Linked DNA regions of Rattus norvegicus: region 1 is linked to region 2. A link is a contact called in public Hi-C data. All regions are on one chromosome and are shown on one strand. The core of a region is the stretch at or near the end of the contact, and the rest is flanking DNA. Distances in the headings are between cores, read along the strand shown. Region 1 holds the start of Zfp438 (zinc finger protein 438). Region 2 has its middle 180 kb from the start of Arhgap12.

Region 1 (4,348 bases), core at 457-2,956, 660 kb before region 2:
TGGTAAGCTTCATAGGCCAGATGGTTATCCTGTCTCCATCCACCACACCCAAAGAGAGACTGAAGCCAGGGTAGGAGCTCTACCACTAGCTATATATTCCCCAGTCCTATTTCTACCCAGGTGGGCCCTAGACTCCATCTGAAATCACAGCAGTTCTTGAACTGTGTTTCTCCTGCCTTGGCCTCCCAGGGAGCTTGAATGCCACCACTTATGCTCCTCATGTGCTCCTATCCCACCCTAGAACAAGCCAACATCCCCTCCCCACACACAAACAACTTTGTGTGCCCATTGTTTGTGTCTACTTCTCCACTGTCCTGAGACAGAGTTCTTTCCAGGTCTGATTCATGGATAGGGTCTGATGCAAACAACAATGCCATACTTAGAAAGCTGCTCTCCCTCAAAGTCTCATCTGATCCTTGTAAATGTTAACAAAAGCTATACTATCATCTCCCAGGTTAGAGACAGACTTTTAAAAACAGTTCTAAGACTTAGGCAACTTGTCTTTGGAAAACTACTAACAGGAGAACAAAACTTAGAAGTCCTGCTTTTATTCAAGGGGTCGGTCCTCTGTAAGAATATTAACACTCTCCACTGAAGTCACAAAAATGTGGCCTCTTAATTAATCTACTATATAAGTCCATCCTAGGGTGTGTATATTCCCTTCAACGTTCCTGAGAAGTACTGTACCAGAGTTGGAGAAGTGTTACAATGTTATAACTAACTCATTCATCTGAAGGCAAGATTTTTAAACCATACAGGCAGACAAGCTGAATCTACGCATTTGTGTTGAGTATATTAGTTCTGGGTTGCTAAAAACACTTTTCTGTAATAGCCAGACCAGGGGAACAAGTATTGCCAAGATCTCTGTGATAGTGATACCAGTTATTTATTGATTCCTGATCAACTATTACTGTAGCTGAGATATCTTCAGGTTCAAAAGTCATGATCCAATGGGTTGGGGTAGGTGTGTGTGGGAGGTAAAGCCATGAGAAAGATCCTTACATACAAGTTACCACACTCCTCAGAATAATAAATGTTGTCTTAACCGTTGTGTAGGATAACATAGCTTAGTTTAGCTCACAGGGTTTCAAGACATTTCGGTCCTTTGGAAATGAAAATAAAGAAGGCTTGAGGCAAGGCAACACAGGATGTAATTTGTCATCAGAGACCTGGGCATTTGCAGGATCCCAAGGAAAGGTGAACACTGGGCAGCTAGTCTTCGAAGGGGTTCTCCATCCCAGACTGACCAAGCATGTCCTACTGGAAGATGAGAATGGACTCTGGAAATCCCATCTCTTTTATCAAAGAATTTTAAGGAGGGCCTCGCCAGTTCCCGGTTCCCAGGCCTTAGTCGCCCGCTCTTGGCTGTCACAGGCCGGTGGGAAAAGAGCCGGCCAGGCTCTGGAACAGCCTCGCCTCCATAAGCTGGTGCTGCCGGGAGGGCGCGCTCCCACTTGGGGCGGCCACCAGCCCGGCGTCACGCTCGGCAGCTCCCGTGTGTCCCGAGGCTTCCCGGTGCCCGCGATCAACACCGGGACCGCGACAGCGAGCAGCCCGCAGGCCCCGCGAGCCCCGCAAGCCAGGCAGCCGCAGGATCCTCGCCAAACTTACAGTTTTCCTACTGCGTACGCGTCACGGCGGGGTGACGTCACGGGCCGGCTTCAACGAGGTCAGCCGGCGGGCGCGGCGCTCCAGCCTAGGCCCCGCCTCCAGCACGCGGCGGGAGACGCCCCATCCCGCCCTGCCTCGACCGGCGCGCAAGCGCACACGGCCAACTGCCTTGTGCCTGTGAGCTTCGCAGGCTGGCGTACTTAGTCTGCCACTCTTCACCATCTTCACAGAGCCCCAGAGGCGAGAAGGTAGGGGGGTCGATTGACAGAAAGGGAGAGACCACGGGATCAAATCAAGTTCTCGCCCGGGCTTAGGGCCGGCGAAAGGGTTCTTACGTAGTTTTTCCTCAGATACTGCCTTCCGTCCCCTCACCTGTTCACTAAAACTGCTACACGTTTGGTAACAGACACTGTTCTCCGCCGGGGTCATAGGGGCACCTTTCCCATGGTCCTTTGCGCTGTCTCACTTCTGCCCCGACCCAGCCACTCCCGCCCGCCCGCGCCCGGAGAGACACGCCCACTAAGAGTGGACCACGCCCCTCCAGACCAACCACTGAAAGCCCCGCCTTTGCCAGGCCGGCCGACACCCGGCTAGGCCACGCCCCCGAGACCCGCCCTTCCGGCTCCGACATTTCGCGGTCTCCTGCTGCAGAGCGGCCCCGCCCTCCGTGAGGTTCTTGCTGCCTATTGCTGAAGGGAGCATCTTCTACTCTTCTACTGCCTTTCCCTTTTTGGCCCCAGGAAACCTTTTGCAAGTCACCTGTTAAGTTTAACAAGTGACCTGTGAAACTTTCCAGGAAAGTTAGCTGTTTTAAGTCCAGCTCTGGATAAAAGACCACTGCAAAGAAAGTGAAGACAGAGTGGACCACAGAATCTGAAGACTTGAAATCTGCTTCCTAGGAGCCCCACATTACTCCTTTAGACTGAAAACCTTATTTAAAAAAAAAAAGCATTTCAAACTGTGTTGGAACTAGTCTTAGAAGAGGATATACTGAGTATAATTTGTATATTCATAATTCAGTATAATTCAGGATATAATTTATAGGCAAAAGGCCAGGTCAGGGATTTCGCCTGAGAGTTCCTGTATCTAAATCTAAACAATGATTTGTTTACACTTTACCTTGGGAGTAATGGCAGGAAAATGGTAGCTTTTAACCAGAGACGAGAGCTGGTTGAAAATACACTTCACTAAGACAGGAGGAGAGTTGAGTTCCATGCCAGCCTAAGAGAGTTCCAGGACAGTCTGGACCAAAGAGCTCCTGCCTCAAAAAAGTGAAGTACAACAATAATGTATTCCAGGAAAATATACATAATTCATTTTGAAAGAACTTAATCTGTGCACTTAAATACCATGTACTCTTTTGATTCTTATCAAATGACATCAGATAAATTTGTAGTCTGTACATAATTTTAACAAGACTTTTATTTTGTGCAACAATGTAGAAAAAATATCATTTTAAAACTTACACATATCTTTACATTGTATTTATTTTTCATCAAGAACAATCTTAATATACTGTGTTTTCATTATTCACATGTTTATAAGTCTTCAATATCATTTCTCAAAACATGAATTTTCTAAAGTAATCTTCTAATTATTACCTGAGATTCTCCCACAGGCAAATGTCATATGTAATTTTTTTCAGAGTGGAAATATTATATAGCAAATGTGTTAAACGTTTTCAGTATAGGTTTTAGTATAGCGCATGGTGAATAGACCGACACCCCCAAGACTCAGGGTGGAGTGCCTTAGCGTTCTGAGTGTCAAATCTGGACAGTACAGGCATCTATTGTCTAAAGGCAGCTCTGTGCGCAGCTCCTCTCTCTACAGGAAATACTTCCATGCTAGCTTCTCCTTGCTCACTTACACCAAATTCAAGTTCATTACAGAAGCTCCACCAAATGTGACTGAGCTTCTGTGCAAGTATATTCTGTAATGCCATCTTTCACAGGTGAATGTATCTCCCATCAGAGATATTTAACATAGTTAGTGTGTACTTCAAGTTCCCTTCTCTGTCTTTTGTTTAACACATTTATTTCTTTCTTGCATGAAAGTGCAGGTCTCTAAAAATATGTGTGTGGGACTGTGGAGATGGCTCAGTGGGTAAAAAGCTTGCTTACTGAATAAGTATAAGGACCTGAGTTCAAATCTTAAGAATCTACTTAAAACTGGATTTAGTAACCCCAATCTGTAGTGGAGTGCTCCTATAGTGAGATGGGAGGGGGAGACAGGAGAATCTCTGGCAGCTTCTGGGCCAGCTCATCTACAGCATAATAATAACTAACAGAAACCTTGTCTCAAACAAGAAGAAGTCTAGGACCCAAAGAGAGACTCTTCTCAGACCTCCACATGTATACGTTGGTATGCATAAAGGCCAGTGAACAAATGTTCACACACACACACACACACACACACACACACACACACACACATCCTAACACACACAAACTTGTGGCATTAAGGGGAAAAACTCTGAACAGTCAAATGGTCCAATAATATTTTTGAGATTCTTTCATTTTGATATCGCTGCCCCTGGCAATCTACTTTCCAGAATCTACATAATACTTGCTTCATTTCTACTAAGCAAGCTGAGTAAAGCCTCACCTCACCTTTGCAAACAATGGCTGATGTTTCCTGGGAGTCTTATGCCAAGGACCACCCTTGAAACTGAGTGTATACTATAATTATTCCCATCTTATCCACTGGGCAAGCAGGACTTCAGGAGACAAAGTCAGAT
Region 2 (4,291 bases), core at 421-2,920:
TCACCCTGCCAGGCATTGCCATCTAACCTCAGTTTCCCCAACATAAACCACTTTGTTCTGATGGACTGAGCCCTCTGAAACTGTGGGGTAAAGGAAATCTTTCCTACCATAAGTTTGTTCTGTCTGGTATTTGGTCAAAATAATGACAAAGTAACTACATAGGCCTATTAAAAGGAAGTTAAGTCACTGGAGATGAACCCTTAAAAGGGATACTGGAGCCCTAGCTTCCTCTCTCTCTCTTTCTTACTACTGCCAAAAAGCCAGGATCAGCTTCGATCATCCACTGGATTCCTGCCATGGTCTTCTGCTTCACACCAAGGCCCCAAGCACTGGAGCCCAGGTACCACGGCCTGAAACCCTGAGCCCAGACAGACCTTCCTCTTTTTCATCTTCCTGGGCATTTTGCTGCATCAGCAGAAGCACACACACAGTCACTACAAATGAACCCCATTTCTCTCAGACTTTCCCAGGGTGTTCCACAAAGCATATAATGTCCAGAATCAGGCTGGATCTTCTAAGTAGGCAGGCACTGAGGGAAACGGAGGCCTCTCTGAGCCTGCCCAACACTTCAGATTGTACAGACAGGGACCTTGTGACCGCAACTCCCAGGGGAGTTCACAATTTTTGTGAACACAAATATTTGTGAGAACGAATTGTTTTTCATGGATAGAAATAGAGGAGGCGCTGTTTTGTGAAAGGTTCACAGCCTAGCCTGAAAGAGATACCGTCAGTGGCGTTCCTGTCCCTTCATACACAACCCCTCAAGACAGCAAAATATATGTATTTCAAATAGATCCACATTCTGCTTGGTGAAACTTGTAGTTGGCCTGCATGACCACTAAAGATGGGCAAGGATAAAGTGAACAATCGTGAAATCTAAAGGCAGTGCTAAGACTGGAGATGGTCCTGGGTAGGAATAATTGTATTCACTTCAGGAGAGAGGACTTTAACCTCTGCACAAGGGGTGAATTTGTACTGGCTGCCTCATTTTCTACACTAGAATCTACAGACCAGAAAGTAGATGCTGTCTGGGGCGGGCCGTGGGGGGGCGGAGGGGTCAGGACAGACAGCAGAAGGGTTGTGTAGTCTGGAAAGACAGGAAGGTCATAAATATAGACCAAAGGAACGCAAAAAAGGGAAAGGTAGCAGTTATAGCTTGCTTTGAGCCCCTGGGTCCCGCTGGAGAGTGCAGGAGCAGATGCCACCTGAAAGTAAAAGAGTCCCGCCACAGGGGACTTAGCAGCACGCCCCTGGGAGTCTCCACATTTCTCAGACAGGCCAGGGTGGGGCAGTGGGTGATAGGCGGGGCCCCGCGGCTCCCATACTGAGCGCTAGACCCTGGTGTAGCAGGTGCGCCTGCGTGGCCGTCCAGGTGGGTGGTGACTGGTCCTCGTCCAGGGTAGAGTGGCTTTGCTCAGCCACCAGAGGTCCGAGTGCGCTGCACACAGGCAGACAGGACGCAGGGTTCGTCCCTCCCTCTCGGGCCTCTTCCAGGGTAGCCCGCGGTAGAGCTTGGTCTGGTTGTAACCACACTGCACACAGCGGTAGCTGCGGTTCGCAGCTGGGGCGGGCCATCCGGCCGTTCATTGATTCGCGAGCTCTGACTCCTCCCCTAAGCTGCTCCTCCTCCCCGTTGTCCCCATTGGCCACCGACCCCGGCGCTCCACGAGGCCACCAATCCTCTTCCCACCACCTTACAAAGGGTGGAGAGACGCCTCGTGGCCGAAGCTGTGCTCTGCTAGAGAAACTAGTCTTTATTGAGATTAATGCAAGCTGCAGCCAGAGAAGCCAAAAGTGACAGCATTGCTTAACCATGTAAGTGGAGGAAGCGTTGCGATTGCCAGGGCCCCAATAACCAGCCCTGAAAAGTGCCGGTGACAAAGAACCGTCAAACTAGGCTTCCAGCACTAGCTTATCCCCGAATCTGGGGATTCTAATTAGAAGAACCAAGCCTTTACTACCAACTCCTGGGAAGCAGAGGCAGGCTAGTCTACAAAGGGAGTTCCAAGACAGCCAGGGATACAGAGAAGTCCTGTCTTAAAACCATATGTACGAATCAACTCCAGATTTCTAAAACAGGGCTGTTTGGCATTCCATCCTGAGGGGAGCTGAACCATTTATTTATCTCTGTAGGGAGAGAAATCGCTGTCTCATTCCCCTTTGCCAAAGAGGGAAAATCAATAGATTTTTAATCTGCAAGGGAGATGGATTTCTCATCCAAGCCAAGGAGATATGGAACAAGGGCTGAGGATTGATGGGATGTCATCTAGTCCAACCCCTAGGCTTCAGAGGTGAGTGAGTAGGAGGCTCAGAGATGTGATAAGACTTGTGCGACGACACCCAACTGTGCGTGCACAGAGAAGGCCTGTGAGTGGCTCAGCCAGTAAGGCACTTGCTGATTAGCCTGCCTATTTAAGTTTGGCTCCTGGATCTGACATGATGGAAGGAGAGAACAGACTCCTGCAAGCTGTTCTCTGATCACTTGTACATTGTGCCTCCCGAAAATTCAATTAAAATGCAACTTTAAAAAAAGAACCAAAAAAAAAAAAATGCAACTTTAAAAAGTAACATTTAGGGGTTGGGGATTTAGCTCAGTGGTAGAGCGCTTGCCTAGCAAGAGCAAGGCCCTGGGTTCGGTCCTCAGCTCCAGAAAAAAAAAAAAAGGCAACATTTAAAAGAGCCCAGATACACATTTCTGCTACACTATACGAGTGGCTCTGTAGCTGGCAGGCTTTGACTCTGAAGGATTTGCCCACAGGTTCCATCAAGTTTCAAAGCTTTAGGTTGGCAGCACCCTGACCGGTGGCCAGAGTCTCTTTCCCAAATGACAAGCATCTGCCAGGTTTGGTGCCCATAAGACCTGGCAGCCATCCAGGGATGAGTTTCTTCTGCATTGCACCACACCAAGACAATTTCATCCCTGATCCTTGGGCAACCTCCTCTGACCCAGCACCAAGTTTTTATAGAACCACCATGGCCTCCTCAAATGCTGTAGGCATTTTCCACTTTCACAAAAAGTACTTGCCCACAGGAGTCTGCCTGCTGAGGAGACAGAACATCCAGAACAGCCTGGATGAACCTACCTGGAAAGTTGACTCACACACACACACACACACACACACACACACGCATGCGCACACTTGGTGAGGGTACACATGAGGTTTCTCAGTATTAGTGCATAAGGGTTGACTCGCAACATAAGGGTGGTGGCAACAAATAGGACTTGGATTTCCCCTCTCCTCCTTGGGATGAGGGTGGCTCAGATCCCTCATCTGAAATAATTGGCAACGCCTATTTGCGTAACCACCTGCAAATCAGGGGCCTGAAACATCTTTGAACGCTGTAACTTCCTCATTACCAGAGATGGTTTCCCAGCTCTCTCCCCACTTAGGGCCCAGCCTTTATCTGGAGAGGTTTCTGGGATTGGTCCAGCCAAGAAACTTGTAAGAGGCCACACGCTCATAGTTGTGGCAGCAACAGAGATAACAGTGGATCTTATGCATATTCCTGAGAGTCCTCCAGCCGAGACCAGGACTGAGTTCCACTCCCTAGGGAATCACAGCTGTCCTCTCTAGTCCACTGGGCTAGTCAGCTTAAATTTATATCCCTCCTGATGAGGAGAGGAAAAAAGAAAAATGGCCAAATGCATTTCAGTCTTCCCCCAATTCGTCAGAGTTCAGAATCTTCCCCCACTATGTTCAAAGACAGTGCACTCCATCAGTGACTGGCACCTTCCTTCATTTAATCAATACTTCTGCCACCCCTGGTGCTGGCACTGGACAGTAAGAGCACTCACTGTGTTCCATGGAGCCTGAGAGCTGCAGTCAGGGCTCCCAGTGCAGGAACAGTGTGAAGCCTTCAGCTGGAAAAGTGCAGAGTTCAGAAATGATGCGGAAGGGCTTTGCGGACTTTTGTAATTAGATGTAAGGATGGAGTCTTCTTTGAAAGAGCCATTGCCTTGGTCCAAGCTGGGACGAAGCTGATGTTCACAAGAAATGACTGTTGTGTGGTCAGTGGTCACAGCATTGTTATGAGTCTGGGGTCTTTCAAAGACTCACCAGTCTGACCATTGATAAATTTTAACAAAGAAGAGGTTTTCCTCCTATACTGGCTCCTGGTCTACACAGGGACTGGGGATTCCTCCTATACTGGCTCCTGGTCTACACAGCACCCAGCCTGACCTCAGGGACTTTTAAAAGCAAAGAACACAGAGTTACACACTGACTACCAGCAGAGGCCAGCTCCTGCAAAGCAAACTTTTCTGTAGAAGTAGAAAGTGGTTTTATTAAAG

What was found. Hi-C and Micro-C count contacts between places; a contact is called where the count stands out from the background.
Region 1: a Hi-C map of mammary epithelial cells shows a contact between it and region 2, with 2.2 times the contacts expected there. The contact joins the promoter of Zfp438 here to the enhancer-like site in region 2. A contact is called at or near these places in 1 of 12 Hi-C or Micro-C datasets (mammary epithelial cells) and 1 of 1 datasets of contacts at active chromatin or transcription factors (oligodendrocytes).

The regions. Positions count from the first base shown.
Region 1 is chr17:57,118,995-57,123,342 of GRCr8, reverse strand. Zfp438 (zinc finger protein 438) reads right to left here and starts at 1,706. Exons shown (of 5, transcript NM_001107358.1): 1 at 1,612-1,706. It overlaps LOC108348574 (a long non-coding RNA gene), which reads left to right and starts at 1,746. Exons shown (of 3, transcript XR_001841939.3): 1 at 1,746-1,859.
Region 2 is chr17:56,459,805-56,464,095 of GRCr8, reverse strand. No RefSeq gene overlaps it. Among named protein-coding and RNA genes, the nearest start is that of Arhgap12, 180 kb to the right of the region's middle. Within about 2 kb of position 1,670, at least 75 of the 93 cell types and tissues checked have an H3K27ac peak or open chromatin away from gene starts, as enhancers often do.